Regions from separate parts of the Oryctolagus cuniculus genome. Here region 1 is linked to region 2. A link is a contact called in public Hi-C data. All regions are on one chromosome and are shown on one strand. The core of a region is the stretch at or near the end of the contact, and the rest is flanking DNA. Distances in the headings are between cores, read along the strand shown.

Region 1 (6,476 bases), core at 445-2,944, 99 kb after region 2:
TAAAGGTAATGTGTGGGGACTGGCGCTGTGGCATGGCGGGTAAAGTCGCCACCTGCAGTGCTGGCATCCCATATGGGTGCTGGTTCAAGACCCAGCTGCTCCACTTCCAATCCAGCTCTCTGCTATGGCCTGGGAAAGCAATTGAAGATGGCCCAAGGTCTTGGGCCCCTGCACCTGTGTGGGAGACCTGGAAGAAGCTCCTGGCTCCTGGCTTCAGATTGGTACAGCTCTGGCAATTGTGGCCAATTGGAGAGTGAACCAGCAGATGGAAGACCTCTCCCTCTCTCTGTTTCTCTGCCTCTCTTCTCTGTGTTTAATTCTGACTTTCAAATAAATAAATAAATCTTAAAAAAAATATACATACTATAAGTATCTGATGTATAGGAAGATACTCCAAAAAAGTCTATGGAAGAATGGAATTAAAGGTAATGTGTGGGGACTGGCGCTGTGGCATGGCGGGTAAAGTCGCCACCTGCAGTGCTGGCATCCCATATGGGTGCTGGTTCAAGACCCAGCTGCTCCACTTCCGATCCAGCTCTCTGCTATGACCTGGAAAAGTAGTGGAAGATGGTCCGAGTCCTTGGGCACGTACACTTATGTGGGAGACCCAGAAGAAGCACCTGGCTCCTGGCTTCATCCTGGCCCAGCCCGAGTCATTGAGGTCATTTGGAGAGTGAACCAGCAGATGGAAGATTTCTCTGTTTGTCTGTCTCTCTCTCGCTCTCTCTCTCCCTCTCTCTCCTCTCTCTGTAACACTGACTTTCAAATAAATGAATAAATGATAATGTGGAGAGGGTCCCTGGCATGGCCCAGCAGGTTAAGCTGCCCCTAGCAATCCTGGCATGCCATATTCGAGCACCAGTTTGAGTCCCTGCTCCTCTGCTTCCAATCTGGTTCCCAGTTACTGCACCTAGGAAGGTAGTGGAAGATGCACTGAGTGCTTGGGCCCCTGCCACGCATGAGGGAGTCAGGGATGGAGTTCTTTGCTCCTGGCTTTGTCCTGGTCCAGCCCTGCTTAGTGCAGGTGTTTGGAGAGTGAACCAACAGATGGAAGGTCTCTATCTCTCTCTGTCATTCTGGCTTTCAAATAAATATATATTTTTAAAGGTAATGTTCGTTTTCCATTAACTTTTTTGAAGACTCCATGTATATTCCTTTTATGTATTAAAATTTTTTATTTTTTTATATTTTAAAGAAAACCTTAATGAAGATTCCAGTGTGTGACCAGTGATGAGAATCATTGGTGTGGTGGGAGAAATACTCATATTAGCCCCAAGAAAGCTAGGATTTGAGACCAAAATCTGCCACTACGTGACTTTGGACAAACCACAATTTTAGTTTCCTCATCTGCTTTATGAGAAAATTAATAATTATACCACATAGCTACTGTAATCATTAAATAACATAGTATCCTCCATAGAAGATTCTAAATCCATTGTAGTTACTCATTTAAGGATTTTTGGAATCTTCTAAGGTGGCACAGAGGTTCTTGGCAAAGAGGTGGCTTCCCTGGTAGATATCTTTGTCTCCTCTCCTGGCTCTAACCCATTCAGTTCCCACATCTGTACCTGGCGCAGGTGGCGGAATTCCCGAACTCGCTGCCTGTGGCAGATGACGTTGAACCAGAGGAGAAACCCCTACGCCGCCCTGAGGCTGCGGGAGGAAGTGGCGCGGGAGCTGGCGCTGGCAAGCAAGCAGCTGTTGATGGTGCGTTCTCGCCGGGCAGCCTCCGCCTCCGCCTCCGCCTGCGCTGCCCTGCCGGGGTGTCCGAGCTCGTGGCCTCTTGTCATTCCTCAGCCGTCTCCCAAGCCTCGGCTATTTCACCATTACAGCTCTAACTCCAATGCTGAGCTCTTTCCCGTAGATTCTTGGCATCCAACGTAAAGGGGGCACATTTTCAAGTCCCAAAAGACATTCTAGTCTTTGCTCCTCGACCTGGTGAGACTCAAAACTGCCTCTTCGTGTGCTGCATCTGCCTGAGTATCCCTCTCTCTCCCTGGAGTCCCCGGTAGCTGTCATGTCACTGTATTTAGCAGGTGTCCAGCAGAAAGTTCCAGGCTCATGGGATGCTCTCAGGAGATTTTTTCTGGTGAACGTGGGGCTTCCCTTCCACTGGTTCAGCCCCTCTGCTGCCAGCTAACTTTATGTCACAGCTCAGCTCAGGTCCAAGGGAACACAGTGATGGGAAAGCAATCAGGGAGAGAAAGAGAAATGGTGGTGAACAGAGAGCAAACACTGCACTCTCTTCTGCCCTCCCTGCCAGGTCCGTCAAGCTGCCCTGCACCAGCTGTTTGAAAAGGAGTACCAGCAGTACCAGCAGGAACTAAATCAGATGGGCAAAGCTTTTTATGTGGAGAGACTCTGACTGCATCCGAAACCCCATCCTCGTCACACCTGCTAACCTAGCCACCTTGAACCTCTACTGCCTTAAAATTTCCTTCCCCAAATGTTCCTGGATCTAGCTATCTGCCCAGCACTTTAAGACAATGCTCTCACTCCCACCTCTTGACTCAATTGCTATTTGGGAAATAATCTATAAACAAGAGTTAAAGACAGCAGCGACACCTTGTGGTCAGAGTGGGATATACAGTGTTGATGTAGAGGTAGAATGGACGATTTGGTTTCGCAAATAAAACTAGTTCCTAAAAGTGCAGTCAGACCCTCTGGCTCGTTCTTTCACCCCTAAATCTTGATTTGTTTCAAAATAGTTCACTTTTTAAATTTTTAAAAAATTTTTATTTATTTTTGAATTTTAACATATACACACTTCATGCATTTCATATACACAAATTTAGGAACATAGTGGTTCTTCCCACACTACCATCCCTCCCACCCAAGTGCTCACTTCTTAGATACTTCAATCTTAACTTTCTGCACTTTGTTCACTACTTCTCAAGTCTTAATTTTCTCGATCTTTTCTATATACTTGTTTTTTATTTTTATTTTTTATCTTTTCTATATACTTGTACAAATAGCTTTGAAGATGGGTTGTTAACATATAGGCATTGTGGTGCTTTGGAGTCAGGAGGAATGGATTTATTTTATTTTTTAGATTTAATTTATTTGAAATGCAAAATGATGCAAAGAGAAGGTGAGACAGAGAAGGAAAGAGATCTTCCCATCTGCTGGTTCACTCTGCAAATGGTCATAGTGGCCAAGGCTGGATCAGGCTGAGGTCAGAAACCAGGAACTCCATCTGGGTCTCCCATGTGGGTGGCAGAGGCATAAGTACTTGGGTCCTCTCCTGCTGCTTTCCCTGCTACATTGGCAGGGAGCTGGATAGGAAGCAGAGCAGCCAGCCGAGATTTGAACTGACTGACACACTGGTATGAAGTTCTGGCATTGCAAGTGGTGGCTTAAATTGTTACACCCAGCACCAACCCAGTGGATTTATTTTTGTAAAATTTATTTATTTATTTATTTAAAAGGAGAGAGAGAGAGAATCTTCCATCCCCTGGTTCACTCCACAAATGGCTGCAATGGCTGGAGCTGGGCAATCCAAAGCTAAGAACCGAGGAACTTCATCCGGATCTCCTACATGGGTGGAGGAGCCCAATCACTTGGACCATCTTCTACTGCTTTCCTAGGCCATTAGCAGGCAACTGGATTGGAAGTGGAACAGCCAGGACATGAACTGGTGCCCATAAGGGATGCCAGCATTGCAGGCAGCAGCTTTACCTGCTACATCACAGCACCAGCCCTGAATTTTGTTTTTTGAATTGTCCAGTTACTGTTAAATCTTGGACAAGTATATTTCCTGAATTCCCATCTCTGCAAGTGGAGAGGGTTCTGAAATCAAATGCCTCCAGCAGTCAGACAGGTGTAAGGAAATAAGGAGTGGATAGAAAGAGCATTCTAACCTACAGACATTCAAAATGCTGACAAATACAAAAAATACCAATTGGGCAATGGCTTGGGCCCTGTCAGCCATGGGGAACACTCAGATGGAGCTCCTGGCTCCTGGCTTTGGCTTGGCCCGGTCGTGGCTGCTGTGGCCATTTGGCGAGTGAACCAGCAGATAGAAGATCTGATCTCTCTCTCTCTCTCTCTCTCTCTCTGTCTCTCTTTCTCTCAAATAAATAAATCATCAAAAATTTTTTAAAAGAATGGAGACAGGGGCTGGTGCTGTGGCATAGCGGGTAAAGTCACTGCCTCAGTGCTGACATCCCATATGGGCGCCTGCTCAAGTCCTGGCCGCTCCACTTCCAATCCAGCTCTCTGCTATGGCCTGAGAAAGCAGTGGAAGATGGCCCGAGTGCTTGGGCCCCTGCACCCACGTGGGAGACCCAGAAGAAGCTCCTGGTTCCTGGCTTAGGATCAGTATAGCTCCAGCCATTGCAGCCATTTGGGGAGTGAACCAGCGTATGGAAGACCTCTCTTTCTCTCTCTCTCTCTCTCTCACTTTCTCTCTCACTCTCTGCCTCTGCCTCTCTGTAACTCTGCCTTTCAAATAAATAAATCTTTTAAAAAAAGAATGGAGACATAAGTATGGCGATCTAAAATAAAGCATTTTAAGTTGGGCACTCTCCGCCTTCCCTCCTAACTTCCTTTCAGGAAAGACCCCTGGACACCGTGGGTGGCTTGACTTCTGTTGCGGGGTGAGGGGACAAGAAGAGACAGTAGTTGTGTTCTGGATCTCTCCTCAGACTTAGCTGTGCCCAGCACCTGGCCCTGAGTGTCCCACAGAGAGATTTCTTTTTTCTTATCTGAACAATGATTTTCCCATAAAAATAATTGCAGGTGTTGGGCTGTGTTGTTCGGGGTTTGTGTGTGTGAATGTGCAAGTGTGTGCTTTTTTATTTTTTTACAGTGACTGAAGTATTGTTGACAGTGTGTTTAGTAATCAGCACTTTAGAAAGCAGTACATCCTATCATTTCAGTTCCAGAGCATGGGCTGTGCAGGCCAAGTCACGGCATAGCACCTGTGCCCTGTCTCCAGCTGCCCACACCAGCACATGGGGATGGGTGGGCACCGGACATCAAGCAGACAGGCCCACGTGGGAAGCCACCTCATTTCCAGTGGGATCCAGAAGGTTTCTTTCTTTCTTTCTTTTTTTTTTTAATAAAGAGCCTTTTTTTTTAAAGCCTGAAATCTGAATGTAATTTCTAATTGTATCAGATGTTAATATTTTAAAGCTATAACAAATTTCAAAACTTCTATCTTTTGTTTTTCATTTACTTATTTATTTTTAAAAGATTTTATTTATTTTATTTGAAAGGCAGAGTTACAGAGAGGCAGAGAGAGAGAGAGAGAGAGAGAGAGAGAGAGAGAGAGGTCTTCCATCTGCTGGTTCACTCCCCAGACGGCCGCAACAGCTGGAGCTGCGCTGATCTGAAGCCAGAGCCAGGAGCGTCTTCCAGTTCTCCCATGTGGGTGCAGGGGCCCAAGAACTTGAGCAATCCTCCACTGCTTTCCAAGTGCATTAGCAGGAAGCTGATTTGGAAGCAGAGCAGCTGGGACTTGAACCAGCTCTCCAAGATGGGATACAAGCATTGACACACTGAGCCACATCTTACCCACCCTATTCTTCAATATCCTATCAAATCCTCATTTTCATGGCCAGGACTGTGGCATAGTGGGTAAAGCCACTGCCTGTAATGCCAGCATCATATATGGACGCCAGTTTGAGTCCCGGCTGCTCCACTTCCAATCCAGCTCTCTGCTGTGGCCTGAGAAAGCAGTAGAAGATGGCCCAAGTCCTTGGGCCCCTGCATCCACATGGGAGGCCTGGAAGAAGCTCCAGGCTCCCAGTTTAAGATCGGTACACCTCTGGCCATTGCAACCATTTGAGGGGTGAGACCGTGGATGGAAGACCACCTTGTCTCTCTTTCTCTCTCTCTCTCTCTCTCTCTCTGCTTCTGCCTCTACCTCTCTGTAACTTTGCCTTTCAAATGAATAAATCTTTTTTAAAATAAAATCCCCATTTTCCATCTCCCAGATGTCAGAACTTTTTTTTTTAATTTATTTATTTGAGAGGTAGAATTACAGACAGTGAGAGGCAGAGAAAAAAGTCTTCCATCCACTGGTTCACCCTGCAAGTGGCCGCAATGGCTAGAGCTGAGCTGATCCGAAGCCAGGAGCCAGGAGCTTCTTCTGGGTCTTCCATGCAGATGCAGGGGGCCAAGTACTTGGGCCATCTTGTACTGCTTTCCCAGGCCATAGCAGAGAGCTGGATTGGAAATGGAGCTGCTGGGATTAGAACCAGCACCCATATGGGATGCCAGCGCCACAGGCATAGGATTAACCCACTGGGCCACAGCGCCGGCCCCGTCAGAACTTCTTTAATCTGTCTCCACACACCCCACTGATCAGAAACCCTACCCTCCCCCGATCCCACCCCAGAGAGGCAGCAGGATTTAAAGGGTCAGACCAGCTTGTGATGCTAGTGCCCCATATGGATGCCAATTCAAGTCTCTGCTGCTCCATTTCTGATCCAGCTCCCTGCTAATGGCCTGGGAAAAGCAGCAGAGGATGG
Region 2 (6,074 bases), core at 519-3,018:
CGCTGGTGCCCAGAACCTTGGAGTTGATGGAAGTAAAGGGATCTATGTCATCCGGCTTCATCCAACCTAGGCAGCTGGGACTGGGGGTGGGAGGAGGGGGAGCGGGGCAGGTGCCAAGACAACTGTCACCCCACATCCCACCCAGAGCCTGGACAGTAGGCTGGGGTCCCAAGGGACAGGACAAAGGTCTCCCCTAGACGGTAGTAGCCTGGGATCCCAAAGGTCTCTGCCTCACACCCACCTGGTCCCAGAAGCCGTTGCTCAGGGACAGATAAGAGGCAGGATAGGTGGTGAAGATGGAGGCCGTCTCCCTGGGACCAGTCACTGTGAGGTTCCCACCTGTATAGTTCTGCAGGGCATCTTCAGGGAAGACGAACAGCCAGGCTTCCACCTTTGCTCACCCAAACCCTCCCGAGGCACCCCCGCCCACACACAGGTGCCCCGCCCCTGCCCCCTCTGTTACCGTAGTAGACGGAGTAGGTAACTCCCGAGGCACAGAAAGCAGACAGCAGCTGCACAAAGATATAAATGGGGAGCTTGGCCCAGGGGAAGCGTCCCAGGAGGCACATGGACAGGGAGAAGGCCGGATTCAGGTGGGCCCCTTGAAGGAACAAGAAAGAAAACCAGCGTCCATTAAGTGGCGCTGCCATGCCGCTGCTGCTTCCCACAACACTCAAGGCACACAATGTTATTTCCATCGTAGAGCTTCGGAGGTTGAGGCGCAGGAGTGTAGGTGACTCAGCGGGGTCGCACAGTGCGCCTGGGCCTGTCTGCTCCTTCCCGCTGCAGTACGCCGGGTCTCAGGCTCCAGCCAGACAGGCTGATGCCCCGAGTGATGGGGAAGGAGCAGGTGAGGTCCTGGGCAGACAGGAGCCCCAGAGGGCTGCAGGGGCACACAAGGATAGCACTTAACTTCAATGCCCTGCCTTAGATTCCTCCCAAGCGAGCCTGGGATCAGTGTGAGGAAGGGGATTGGAGAGATACAGAAAGGGGAGGGGCTGGGTGAGGGCAAAGGCGTATCTCAGTCCAGGGAGGGCACTGGCAAAGCTTAGGGAGATAATGTCCGTGAGTCACCAAGGGATGTGCCTTGTGACCACCGCCACCAGACTCCCACGCTCACGTACACTCGCTGCCCTCCCCGATGACCACGCACCACCCTCCTCACCTGAGACGTTGCCGCCCACGTAGATGGCGACGGTCACGGCCAGAGCGCCCCCCAGGAACATGGTGAAGAAGTTGCCTTTGCTTTCTTCACTGGTCACAGCCTGGGCCACGCTGCCCTGGGTGATGAGCTGTGGGGGAAAGGAGAGAGGAGGAACACGGGACCCAGGAGAGGGAGACGGGGACGGCTCAGGGAACAGCCAAGAGGCGGGAACAGAGACAAGCAAAAGAGGAAAGGAAACAGAAATGGAAGAAGTGGAAGAGGAAGGAGAAAGGGGAGGAAAGTGAGAAAGGAGAAGGGACTGGAATGAAAGAGAGAGAGGGAGAGGAAGTAGGAGAGGAAGGGGGAGAGATGAGGAGGAAGAGGACAGGGAAGTGGGTGAAAGATGGAAAACAGAGGCTGGCAGGAGACCAGCAGGATCCAGAAACCTCTGTCCACCTCCCCCCACGCCCCTGCATACCAGGAGCACAAACACACCCAGGAACTCTGCCAGGCACTGTCGGGCCAGGAGGTTGTGGATCCGCAGGTGGTCCCTGACTTCTGCCTGGAGCTGACTGAAGGCCATGGTGGGGACAGCCGTGTCGCAGCGACTGCTCCCTCTGTCTGCAGAGCCACACTGCTACTTGCCCAGCTACTGCCTACCAGGGGAAAGATAAGAAAGAGACTTTAAAACCAATTAGCTCGGCTCCCGAACTGCAGCTAATGTCCACACACGTGTGTGGGCTGGAGAACATAGCCTTTTGTGCACGTGCAAGGGCTACAGGGGAGGGCGGGCGTACGTGGGCATGCTATGTGTGCAGCCAGAGCCTGGAGTTTGCTCTACGTCTTCTGTCCCTCGTCCACTTGCCGGCCAGGGGCTGGCATCCACCCATGCCACAGGTGGAGGGAAGTACCTGCTTCAGATAACATTAGTTCTCGAAGTCCCAGTCTCAAGATAAGGATACTGAGCCTTACGCTCCCCCTCCCCCACCAGGATCACACAATTAATGGCCGAGTGAGTTCAAATGCTGTTTTCTCACAGTCCATTGGGTATTCCACAGAGCCTCTTGTCTGCCACGGGAAGCCTTTTTCCAAAGCATTTGGAGGCTTGGAGAGCTCAGTAAACTTCCAGAGAGACTGGCCTGGAGACCACAGACTGTGGGAGTGGAACCCACACAATTAAATGCTTGCACTTCCTTCATGCAGTCTTGTCTTGGTGAGAGAATGCTGTCTTCGTGTCTCCTGCCATGGCTTGAGCTGGGGACTTCACACTCGCACTCAGCCCCACCTTCCCTTCTCTGGATGCGCACCACCTTTACCCCATGGTGCACATGGCCACATCCTACTGCTTGTTGCAAGCCTCCATGCAATCAGGGTCATTCAGCAAGGAAAGGAGAACAGCAGTGATTAACAAAACATAGGCTCTGCCCTCCTAGAGCTTGTGTTCGTGTTCTAGTAGGTGCAAACCGACGACACACACATTTTTAAAAAGATTTATTTCCTTATTTGAAAGAGTTACAGAGAGAGAGGGAGGGAGAGAGAGATAGCAAGCACCCATCCACTGGTTCCCTCCCCAAATGGCCCCAACAGCCAGGGCTGGGCCAGGTGAAGCCAGGAGCCAGGAGTTTCTTCTGGATCTCCCACACAGGTGCAGGGGCCCAAGCCACCTTCTGCTGCTTTCCCAGGTACCTTGCCAGGGAGCTGGATTGGAAGTGGAGCAGCCAGGACTCGAACCAGCATCCATATGGGATGCTGGCACTGCAGACAGCAGCTTTACGCACTAAGCCACAAAACCAGCCCCCCATTTTTTTAAAGATTTATTTATTTATTTGAAAGTCAGAGTTGGCACCCATCCGAAGTCAGGAGCCAGGTGCTTCTTCCAGGTCTCCCATGCAGGTGCAGGGGCCCAAGGACTTGGGCCATCTTCTACTGCTTTCCCAGGCCATAGAAGAGCGCTGGATCACAAGTGGAGCAGCTGGGACTCGAACCGGCAGCAATATAGGATGGCAGTGCTGCAGGCTGCGGCTTTTCCTGCTATGCTACAGCGCCGGCCCCTGCAACTTTTTTCTTGAATGTTTGGGTCCACAGTGGGTTGAACCCATGGATGTGGAGCCCATGGCTACTGAGGACTTGCCTTTCCTGCCCTGGGAGCACCCAGCTAGCACCACTCTCCATAGGTTTCTGGAGTATTCAGTCCTCACCCTTACATTCTTTCCAGCAAGGGATGGGACATTGCAGCAACCGCACATGGCCAGGGCCCCACCAGTCTTACACGGCTCCACTCAAAGGCCACCAACTTGATAGAACCGCGGCCAGCGCTGTGGCAAAGCCCCAGCCTGCACTGCTGGTGTCCCATATGTGTGCTGGTTCGAGTCCCAGCTGCTCCACTTCCCATCCAGCTCTCTGCTGTGGCCTGGGAAAGCAGTAGAAGATGACCCAAGTGCTTAGGCCCCTGCACCCGGAAGACCTGGAAGAAGCTCCTAGCTCCTGGCTTCAGATCTGTGCAGCCCTGGCCATTGTGGCCATCTGGAGAGTGCAGCAGTGGATGGAAGAGCTCTCTTTGCCTCTGCCTCTCTGTAACTCTGCCTTTCAAAAAAATAAACAAATAAATTTTTTTTTAAAAAATGCATGTAAGATTCTTCTGGAGGAAAAAACAAAACAAGAGGCAGCCGAGGGGCCAGCTCTAAGACAGTACCCTAGGGGGCGCTCCAGAGCAAGCGCCCAGCCCCGTCAGTGGCCACCCCGTGATGCTGAGAATTAACGGCATGGTTCTGGGCTAGAAATTCAACCTTCACACACAATGAACACCTCAGGGAATTCGATCTGGAGGGCCTCCAGATCCTGGAAAGCAGAGCTGTGGTTGTTTCCCCTGGGGGCTCACAGCCAAGCGTCCCAGTTGAACCTCCCTGTCTTTCCTTGAGCGAGAGCGAAGCCCGCAAGGAAAGGACTCGCCCAGCTGGCTGCGCCGGGCCACAGGAGGAACCGCTTGGCATTCGGGTCGTTCCCGGTGGGTTCTCCTGGCGTTCCCATGCTGTGTTCACAGCAGAGACCTCGGGCTAAGGACGGCGTGGAGGCACGCCTGCACTCGTGGGAGAAGGTGCGGGTCGTCCCGCTCCTGCCTGCCTGGCCCTGGCCGGGTGCTGGCCACAGGCAAGGAAAATCTATAATCGGTGGTACAGCGGAGGGTGATGAGACTCTTCCAGACCTTGAGAGCCCTTGTAGGGTTCTGTTTGGTCGCCACCGCAGGAGGGAGACGACGAAGGAACGTCACCGACTGGAAAGCGTCGCCGTGAGACTCACCGGTTTGTGCTGCCTCTGCAGGAGCCGGAAGCGACCACTGGCAAACATGGCAGCCCTGCGGAGCAGCAGGCTGAGAGCCGAAACACAGTGGTGAGACTGGACGGAGGAGGCTCCTGAGGCTTGCACCCCGCACGTTCAGGCGTGTGTTCTGTAAAGGAGCAACACCCGAGCCGCAGGGGGCGGCTGGTGCGCCATCCAGGCCATCTTGAGAAGTTCAGCAGTTACACAATACGTGTTCTTTGTTGTTGTTATTTAATTTTTTTAATTTTTGGAATGCTTTTTAAATTTAAAAAAAAAAAACCATCATAGCAGTAAAGGCTACTGACTTGCCTATTAACCCTTCTCTTGAAGTTCCCTCCAAAAAAAGAAAACCAACTAGAATCATGTAGAAGCTTTTCCCAACAAGGCAAACTGACCATAAGAAATCCAGATCTGAGGGCCAGCGTTGTGGCACAGTGGGTTAAGCTGCTAACGCAACACTGCCATCCCATGAGGCTGCTCCACTTCCAATGCAGCTCTCTGCTGTGGCCTGGGAAAGCAGCCGAGGATGGCCCAAGTGCTTGTGCTCCTGCACCCCTGTGGGAGGCATGGAGGAAACTCCAGGCTTCTGGGTTCCACCTGGCCAAGTCCCCGCCATCGCGGCTATTTGGGGAGTGAACCAGCAGATGGAGCAGTCTCTCTGTGTGTCTCTCTTGCTCTCTTTTTCTGTAACTTTGCCTTTCAAATAAAAATGAGGTTTGTTTGGTTTTTTTTTTTTTTTTTTTAGATTTGGATCTGAATAGAACAAGAGCAGTGCAAGTGGGGAACTGCGGTGGACAGGGCAGTGTTCCCCCGACCCCCGGCCAGGGTGGGGAGCCCACCCCCAGTCCTGGGAATGTTAGCTGCTGCTCCACACAGCTGCTTCCCTCACTGGAAATTACCTTTGTCCATAAAGAAATGTCTGGGGGCCAGCGCTGTGGCATAGCAAAGTCTCTGCCTTCAGTGCCAGCATCCCATATGGGCACTGGTTCGAGGTCCGGCTGATCCAGCTCTCTGCTGGATCAGTGGAAGACGGCCCAAGTGCTTGCATCCACGTGGGAGACCCAGAAGAAGTTCCTGGCTCCTGGCTTTGGATCAGTGCAGCTCCGGTCATTGCAGCCATCTGGGGAGTGACCCAGTGGATGAAAGACCTCTCTCTCTCTCTCTCTGTAACTCTGACTTTCAAATAAATAAATCTTAAAAAAAAAAAAAAAGTTGTCTGGAGCTTTCCCAGTGGATTTCCGGCGGCCAGGGATTGGCTGGTGCAGGGACACTCGAAGTCCTGGCGCTTTTGACTTAGTTTTGACAGTCTGAAGAATTGCCTCAATTCCAGAACTACTGAGGCTTCCGCTGGACCCACACCCTGTGTCAGCCACTTCTGCGCAATGCTGCCCTCTTCAGTTCTTTGAAGGTGCATCTCCCAAGATCAACCCCAACCAACCTGCACAAAATGTGTGACCAGCATCTGTGTCCAGGGCTGCCAACCACCAGCCACCCTCCCAGTGTTCCAGGCTGGAGATTACCAGAAGCGACCATGTCCTCCATCTCTTACCCTCTCCTCATCTCCTCCCCTCTCTCCTCCCTCTCCTCCCCTCTCCCTCTCTCATTTCCCCTC

Evidence for each region. Hi-C and Micro-C count contacts between places; a contact is called where the count stands out from the background.
Region 1: a Hi-C map of skin fibroblasts shows a contact between it and region 2, with 3 times the contacts expected there. The contact joins the enhancer-like site here to the promoter of AQP10 in region 2. A contact is called at or near these places in 2 of 6 Hi-C or Micro-C datasets (skin fibroblasts and an unstated tissue).

What each region holds. Positions count from the first base shown.
Region 1 is chr7:44,203,802-44,210,277 of mOryCun1.1, forward strand. It overlaps CFAP141 (cilia and flagella associated protein 141), which reads left to right. Exons shown (of 4, transcript XM_070077683.1): 3 at 1,554-1,707; 4 at 2,264-2,653. The coding sequence ends at 2,365. Among named protein-coding and RNA genes, the nearest start is that of MIR190B, 8.3 kb to the right of the region's middle. Within about 2 kb of position 1,695, at least 1 of the 8 cell types and tissues checked has an H3K27ac peak or open chromatin away from gene starts, as enhancers often do.
Region 2 is chr7:44,104,933-44,111,006 of mOryCun1.1, forward strand. It overlaps AQP10 (aquaporin 10), which reads right to left and starts at 1,769. Exons shown (of 6, transcript XM_008264381.4): 1 at 1,623-1,769; 2 at 1,166-1,292; 3 at 464-601; 4 at 242-360; 5 at 1-16. The coding sequence starts at 1,727.